Regions from separate parts of the Mus musculus genome. Here regions 1 and 3 are each linked to region 2. A link is a contact called in public promoter capture Hi-C data. All regions are on one chromosome and are shown on one strand. The core of a region is the stretch at or near the end of the contact, and the rest is flanking DNA. Distances in the headings are between cores, read along the strand shown.

The links. Promoter capture Hi-C pulls out the DNA fragments that hold promoters and counts their contacts.
Region 1: a contact with region 2 is called in a promoter capture Hi-C map of the HPC-7 cell line. The contact joins the promoter of Ubqln5 here to the promoter of Olfr543 in region 2. A contact is called at or near these places in 6 of 39 promoter capture datasets (the HPC-7 cell line, embryonic stem cells, hippocampal neurons and 3 more).
Region 3: a promoter capture Hi-C map of hippocampal neurons shows a contact between it and region 2, with 15 times the contacts expected there. The contact joins the promoter of Olfr649 here to the promoter of Olfr543 in region 2. A contact is called at or near these places in 4 of 39 promoter capture datasets (cranial neural crest, hippocampal neurons, liver and 1 more) and 1 of 484 Hi-C or Micro-C datasets (embryonic stem cells).

What each region holds. Positions count from the first base shown.
Region 1 is chr7:104,128,534-104,131,333 of GRCm38.p6, reverse strand. Ubqln5 (ubiquilin 5) reads left to right here and starts at 1,511. Exons shown (of 1, transcript NM_027634.1): 1 at 1,511-2,800. The coding sequence starts at 1,719.
Region 2 is chr7:102,476,358-102,479,360 of GRCm38.p6, reverse strand. It overlaps Olfr543 (olfactory receptor 543), which reads left to right and starts at 1,459. Exons shown (of 1, transcript NM_001011782.2): 1 at 1,459-2,588. The coding sequence starts at 1,493. The coding sequence ends at 2,503.
Region 3 is chr7:104,188,860-104,191,642 of GRCm38.p6, reverse strand. Olfr649 (olfactory receptor 649) reads left to right here and starts at 1,438. Exons shown (of 1, transcript NM_147055.1): 1 at 1,438-2,376. The coding sequence starts at 1,438. The coding sequence ends at 2,376.

The sequences.
Region 1 (2,800 bases), core at 262-2,761, 1.7 Mb before region 2:
CCACACTCTAACACAAATCAGATGTCTGCAAAATCCAATTTCGTAAAAGGATGTGAAATAACAATGCCATTGAACTAGAAACTGTTAATATTAATTTTAACACTCAAACCTGACTATATTGCTTTTCTCATTTCTTTTCTTCCCTCCAACAACTTCCATGTTGGGGGCGATACAAAGCAAATCACTAAAATTGCTTTTGGAGCCACAGTTGTATGGAAGTTCTTCTGAGGTTGGGCACTGTCTGGGAAGGCTATCTGTCAGCAAGCTATAGTGCCCTCTACAGTGCTCTGTGCAAGTTTCTGGGAGGGAGAAGTTATTTCAGACTCTGAAATTACATCTTATTATGACTTGCTATTGGTTAGTACTGGAGATTCTGGTTCACAGATAGCAAAGTTTAAGAACATTTGATAAAATAGTACAGGTACAGCGTGACCTAGGTGGCTATTTTACCTCGTGCCAGCTCCCCCTGAGGTGGCACTAGTCGCCCAAATTCTTGTCTGAGTTTTGTGGTCACTGGAAATTCTAGAGATAGGGAAAAAAGGTGTGTGTGTGTGTGTGTGTGTGTGTGTGTGTGTGTGTGTGTGTGTGTGTGTGTGTATGAGAGAGAGAGAGAGAGAGAGCGAGCTATTGCTAATGATACAAACCTAACACATCCCTAGCTGAAACATGTCGCCTCTCACACAGTCTTATAGAAGTTAAATCACATTTAGATATAGATTCAAAGAGCTGCTGTTATTTCTTTTAACTCAGCCACCAGCTTCTGAGTTGAGACTATAGTGTTCTTTTTAAAATTGTTTTTTACATATATGTACTTATTTGTGTATGTCTGATACATGTATAGGTGGTGCCTTCAGAAACCAGACGCTGCCATGGATCCCTTGGAGCTGGAGTTATTGCTGGTTGTGAGCGGCCTGAAATTGGTGCTGGGAACTGAACTCAGGTCCTCTCTGGGAAGGCAATAATCCTTTTAAGCCATATAACAATCCCCCTAGTACCACCCATCTCCCTCCTTCCCCAACCCCCAGTTTATTTTCTGAAGCAATTCTGCTATCAGGTCTGGAATATACTAGCATTAGAACCATGGAAACAGATTACCTGGGATCTGGGACCTTGGGAAAGAAGGATCCCATTGAAACTGTGAACTGATTGCACATTTTAATTACCCACCTTCATTGTGTTCAGGTAGAACACGGGACTTGAGGACCATGGAGAACATACAGTAATTTAGTGGAGGATTAGAGACCAGAATGAGTGCTTCCTTAGCTAATTCTCAGACCTTGCTTTCCTACTCAATCATCATTTGTTGAGCTTAGTGTTAGGATTTGAAGAAGTGTATGTGAAATATGTTTCTAGACACTGACATGTCCGGCCCCGCCCCCAATTTGGTGCTTAAACCAAATCATGAGGAAAACCCAACCTCAGGCAGGTGGCAGACTTCTGTCCTGCCCCCATTCAGATGTACCTTTCAACTGTGACCTCATCACTGACACCATATCCCCTAAAGATTGCCAAAGAGAGAAGCAGCTGCCCCCCGCTATGGGAGCCAGGTGGCTGTAGGGCTACACTGGCAGGGGGGACCTGCAGGACGTAGGTGAAAGGACATCACCGAACACCTACTGGTCCCTTAACCCGGGTGTGCTCAGTGCCACATCAAAGCTTCTGCAGGTGTGTACTCCACTGTGCCCTCAGGTAACCCTGCGTCCTCTTCTTCAGGAAATATGGCACGAGCTAGGGAAGAAGCAGGGGACAGCCAGCTGGTGTCTGGTAGGGAGCCATCCTCACGTATCATCAGAGTGTCTGTCAAGACCCCACAGGACTGCCACGAGTTTTTTCTGGCAGAAAATAGCAATGTCCGCCGCTTTAAGAAGCAAATCTCCAAATACCTTCACTGTAACGCTGACCGATTGGTGCTCATCTTCACTGGGAAGATCCTCCGGGATCAAGACATACTGAGCCAGCGTGGCATTCTTGATGGCTCTACAGTCCATGTGGTAGTGAGGTCTCATTTGAAAGGGTCAGCCTGTACAGGAACTCTGGTAGGCCCCACAGGCCAGTATACCCACCGCTCAGAACCATCAGCCAAGCTTGGCCGGCTGGCCGGGACCTCACCTGACCTAGCTGATTTCTTCAGCCAGCGTGTCCAACTGCTGCCTGCGGCACCAGAGTCTGTGGTGCAACTCTTGGAAGATCCTCTGATTCAAGGCCTGGCAAATGAGAAACATGCCAATGGCGTTCACATTCCGGAAACCTCAAAAACGGTACAGAAACGGGACCCAGCTCTCAAATTTCCGGAAACCCTTCAGAAGCCCGCGCAATCGCAGGAAGTTCTCCAGGAACACAAGCAGAGGCTGGAGGCCCTGAAAGCCGTGCCAGGGGGTGACAACGCTATGCATCCCAGCTGCTCTGATATCCATCAGGTCATGCTCTCCACTCTGGCCTTATTGGTGGCTTCTAAAGGCCACATTTCAGCCTTAGAGCTGTGTAGGGGAGAAACCAACAATGCTCACAGCAGTTCTGATCCTACCACCATTCCAGCCACTTCTCCTCTGGTCAGGACCTTGGCACAAGAGGTCAGTACAGGAGGAGTTAGCCAGGTCAAGGGCATAGTTTCAAGTCAGGCCAGTTTAGGGTGCCGACCTGGTATGCTAGACTTACACTCAGGCTCAGATATCCCCTGCCAAGAAAGCCAGCAGCCCTTGGAGAAAGTCCCTCTAACCTGTCAACCGAGACTCTCGCCCTGTGTTCTGCGCCTAGCCTTGACTGTCCTGCAGCAGAATCCATCTCTGGCACATCAGTTGGC
Region 2 (3,003 bases), core at 210-2,709:
CCCAGGCAAACCACAACAAGGTGCAAACCCTAAACTCGTGAGAAAAGAGCACTCTGTAGTGACTACCCAGATGCGAGCCCAGCTCAGTTATTTATGAGCTGTGTGACTTTGAACTAGACTTTAGCCCCTCCATGTCTTGGTTTCCTTCTTAGTAAAATTACTTTTTTTTTATTTCATTTTATTTTTAGACAGGGCCTCATTATGTAGCCTTGGCTGACCTGTAACTCACTATCTACAGGCTAGTCTAAACACACAGAGATCTGGATCTAAAGGCATATAACACAACATTAATAAAAATGAAGATGGGGGGGGGGGGAGGCTGGGCAGTGGTGGCGCATGCCTTTAATCCCAGCACTTGGAAGACAGAGTTCAAGGCAGATTTCTAAGTTCAAGGCCAGCCTGGTCTACAGAGTGAGTTCCAGGACAGCCAGAGCTATTCAGTGAAACCCTGCCTCGAAGAAAAAAAAAAAAGACTTTTTTTTTTTTAATTCTAGATTTAGTTATGTGTATGAGTGTCTTGCTCGCATGCATGCCTGTGTATTTTGTGTGTACTTGGGGCCTGCAGAGCTCAGAAGAGAGCCCTGTACCCCTCGGAGTTGGCGTTACAAGCAGTTGTGAGCCATCATGTGGGTACTGGGAATTGAACCTGGATCCTCTGCAAGAACACTAAGTGCTCTTAGCCACTGAGCCACGCCTCCAGTCCAGTCTCAGCTAACTTTTGAACACATCTGGAACATTTCCTGATATACAATCACTATCAAATAAGCCCAACCTACATGTACAGCCTCCTCCTGCTTCTCATCCATCTACCCCCAAGCAAAGCAGAGCCTCAGGGAAGCTTGTGTATCTATCTGTCTGTGTGGCTCTGTGCTTGGAGCTCTGGTGAACTCCCGACTCTCCCTGGACTCACACTGGTAAAGGAAAGTAAGCCTCAAGGACAAGGCCAGGCAGGTGCTGCAGCCAGACTACAGGGGCTAAGAAAGGGACCAGACTCTGCAGCCTAGTGCTTTTGAACCAAGAAACCCAGTTTTCTCAGCTGCTTTCCTCTGTCCTAGCCAGTGTACATTGAGCACAGAGGTGAGACCACACCGATCTTGGCTGGCTTCTTTCTCCCCACTTTGACTTGGGTCCTTCCCAGTCTCCTTGGGACAAAGATTCTTTATATACTTTCTAACCAAAGTTGTTTTTTTCTTTCCTTGTTTTATCTCCGAACATCATTTTCCCCCTCTCATATACTACATTTAATTTTGTGTTTTATTAATAAGAAAACACCTCTTGTTTAACTCAACAAGAATGCACATATAACATACCAAAATAAATATCTTGTACAGGAGCTCCCTGAGAACAAGAAATGTCTTATTCATCTGTGAGCTCCCCAAACACACACACCCCAGGTAGATTCCCATCATGTGAGCCTCAGGCTCCTAAAATAACCATTTTGTTCTAACAGCCCCTGATCTTCTCTCCTGGTGCCAGCCCAGGACCAAAGTCAATGGGTGAGGATGGAAATACCAGTATCTTCAACCTTTCCTACAGCAGCTTCCTCTTGGTGGGCTTCCCTGGATTGCAGGAAGGGCGACCCCTTCTGGTCCTGCCTCTTACCTTTCTCTATGTGTCCATCGTTTCTGCCAATGCCTTAGTCATTCATACAGTGGTGGCCCAGAGGAGTCTGCACCAGCCCATGTACGTGCTCATTGCTCTGCTCTTGGCTGTCAACATCTGTGCCTCCACAGCCGTGAGGCCTAAAATGCTTGAAGGCTTTGTGCATTATGCAAATCCCATCTCACTCCGCGGCTGCCTCACACAAATGTTCTTTATCTACTTTACGCTCCTTCTGGACTACAATCTCCTGCTGGCCATGGCTCTAGATCGCTATGTGGCCATTTGCCACCCACTCCGCTATACTGACCTGATGACCTCACACTTACTGGGCCTGATGGCCACTTTTGCGATAACGCGGAGCCTAGGAGTGGCAGTGCCCCTAGTGGTACTAACTGCAAAAGCTCAATTCTGCAAGACATCCGTCATAAGACACTTCACCTGCGAGTACATCGCACTGTTGAGCATCGCTTGTGGAGACCTGACCTTCAACAACCGCTTGGGATTGGCTATGCGTTTGGTCACTGTGACTTTTGATCTGGCCTTATTGGGAACCTCCTATACCCGTATCATCTATGCAGCCTTCCGGATCTCTTCTGGAGGAGCCCGAGCCAAGGCCTTGCACACTTGTGGCTCCCACTTACTGGTCATCCTCACCATCTACCTTTCTGGTCTTTCCACTTCCATTGTCTTTCGAGTGGCCAAGACTGTGTCTCAAGATGTCCAGAACCTACTCAGTGCCATATACCTGCTGCTCCCAGGAGCCTTGAATCCTCTCATTTATGGGGTGAGAACTAAGGAGATCCGGCAACACATAGAGAAAATGCTCTGTGGAATGCAGTCACCCCAAGACAGCAGAGAGAAGTCACAGAATGTGAGAGGGGAGAGGGACTTGCCAGGGTAAGAGGGGGTTTTTAACTTGAGAAGCTGGGGCTGCGCCCTCTGAGAACAAGAAGTGGACGGTCTGTACTAACAGGCTGGGTGGGTCCTGAGCACGGTACGGTTCAATGGCATCCTCTTGTTGCTGCTATGACTTGTTGAATTCTTAGAACATTCTGCTACTTACACCACCACCACTCCCAACAATAGAACTGCTTTTATTTATCCTTCTAAGTCATTTTGTCTTCTTTCCAACTCTTAAAAAAAAAAAAAAAGCTCATTCTATTTGAAGATAGCTACAGCTTCACTAGGAGATACAGAGCAAGTCAAACAGTTCATTATGTGCCCTGAACCCCTGTTCCCCTGTTTGAAGCAAATGAAGTCCAGGTCCTCCCTTAGAGCTCTCTCTCTCTCTCTCTCTTTCTCTCTCTCTCTCTCTCTCTCTCTCATATATAGCCTAAGACTTGACATGAATTTTCATGTGACCCTGGGGCTAATCCTAGAGTCCTATTAGTCCTGAACATG
Region 3 (2,783 bases), core at 189-2,688, 1.7 Mb before region 2:
CAAAAGTGGTTTCATGCTAAGATTTTTCAATTGTCGAATGCTGAAAATTCTCAAAACAAATCTGAGTATTGGGGGGGCGGGGCGGGTATTGCTTCAACTCAGCATTTAGAATAAAAAAATTCTGTGTTCACCCACTAGAGGTCCTTCCAGCATTATATTTAGAAAATACAAAGACTCAGTCTTCTCCAACTCTTAAGCGTTTTCTCCTTCATCCTTAAGGTAGATTGGAGGCTCAGCTTCATATCTACTTCACGAGGCGGCATCAGGCAGTCCTGTCTCAGAGAGCTTGTTTCTGCAGGTTCCAAGGAGGACAGTGACCGAAACTGGGGTGGGTTGGTGTTTTGACAGATCTGGGTTCCGCTTAGGACTGTTCCTTTTACATCTTAAAATCTCTTGTGAATCCTTGCCATTTCACAAGATCTGCATGTACCACCAGGTAAAGGGTGACCCCATGAAAGAATACTGGTCATGGAATCTAGTGATTTGGCTCCTTGGCCAGAGGGATGACTTGAGTTTCTCAAAACAAAACAAAAGAAAAAGAAACAAATCCTTCCCCCCACCTCCCCCAAACAAGGTATAACTGTGTATCCTTGGCTGTCCTGGAACTCTGTAGACCAGACTGGCCTCAAAATTACAGATTATCTGCCTGCCTTCGCCTTCAGAGTGCTGGGGTCAACGGAATGCGCCACCACCATCTGGAGACAAAATTCATTTTTAACGAAGGGTTTCTAAATGAGATAACACATTAGACATGTTGGAGTAAAGTAGGCATCCAAAATTGTTAAATTACTTCATGTTCCCGATAGTGGGACATTCTCTTTAGTGTAATCCTATTCCTGAAGGCAGTTAGAATACTTTTCCCTATACATATCCATGCAGTGATGAATTATATAGACTCAGGGAAAACATGGTCATTTAAATAGGATTAGCATTTTATAAACTGGACAAGTTATTTCTCTTGATTTGGTTTCTATTGAAATGTGGGAATTAACACCAGGGGTCTGATAGCTCTTTGTTAAAGTCATGACCATGACTCTCTTTGGGGTGGAGGGGAATTTGTTTGTTTATTTATTTACTTTGTATGTGAGTGTTTTGCCTGAATGTATATATGTGTATTTATTATGTGTGTGCCTGTTGCCTGCTTAGATCAGGATGTGGGACTGGATTTAGCAGGTGACTGTGAGCCACCATATCCACAAAATAAGTGTCAGAAATCGAACATAAGTCCCCTGGAAGAGAGGCCAGTGCTCTTAACCACTGAGCCATCTCTCCTGCCCATGAGTATTGCTCTTAATGGTAATCGGATTTTCTTTTTCAAATATAGAAAACAGAACTGCTCCCAAAGAGTTTGTGGAGAAAGAGTGAGTGCACAATTGCTCATGCTCACCATACACGCTTGATTTTAGGACAGAAGAACTAATTATTCTTCAGATCTCAATGGTTATGCACAACGTGAGTAGCTACAACACTGGCCCCTTCACTCTCTCGGGCATCCCTGGACTTGAGCAGTACCATGTCTGGATCAGTATCCCTTTCTGCTTTATCTATCTCGTGGCCATCCTGGGCAACAGCATCCTTCTCTACCTTATTGCAGTGGAACACAGTCTTCATTCCCCCATGTTCTTCTTCCTTTCCATGTTGGCCATGACTGACCTCATATTGTCTACCACCTGTGTCCCCAAGACCCTTAGCATCTTTTGGTTTGGTCCTCAGGAAATCAGTTTTCCTGGATGTCTGACTCAGTTATTCTTTTTACACTACAGCTTTGTCTTGGACTCAGCTATCTTATTGGCCATGGCATTTGACCGCTATGTGGCCATCTGTTCACCCTTGAGGTATACCACTATTCTCACACCCAAAACCATTGTCAAAATTGCTGTGGGAATCTCTTTCCGAAGTTTCTGTGTTTTTGTGCCATGTGTTTTCCTTGTGAATCGCCTACCCTTCTGCAGGACACACATCATTGCCCATACCTACTGTGAACACATTGGTGTTGCCCGGCTGGCATGTGCAGATATCTCCATCAACATCTGGTATGGGTTTTGTGTCCCCATCATGACAGTGATTATAGATGTGATCCTCATAGCCATCTCCTACACTCTCATTTTATGTGCTGTTTTTCGCCTTCCCTCCCGAGATGCACGCCAGAAGGCCCTGAGCACCTGCGGTTCCCATGTCTGTGTCATCCTCATGTTCTATATACCAGCCTTCTTCTCCATCCTTGCTCATCGCTTTGGGCGAAATGTCCCCCGCACTTTTCATATTATGTTTGCCAACCTGTATGTAATCATCCCACCTGCACTCAACCCTATTGTCTATGGAGTGAAGACCAAGCAGATCCGGGACAAAGCCATTCTTCTGCTCTTCCCCAAATGATCTCAGTGACTGAAGTCTTGGATCTTGGGCCATTTCATAAAGTATAGTAGGTAAAAGGCTGAACCAGCAACCACTGACCTCCAGGAGACGACACATGGAGCTATTGGGGTTTTGCTTTCTTAGTTATTTTATGCAGAAGCCTCCTCAACCATTTTAGTTTTAGGAAAAGAAGCTCAGAGTTTAGAAGATAAAGGTATTTATCTCGCTTCTGAAAATAAACAACTTATCTTAAGGAGAATCTTTCAATTCTTTTTGGCTGTGCTAAGGTAATAAAGACTCATTGATAACAATGGAAGTTGCTGTTCTGTTTTCACTTAAAATATTTGTGACAAATCAGTTATTTTTTTACACACACCTTAATTCTGTATTTATGCATCATAGTAAGGTAGAAAATTTACTGCTGATCC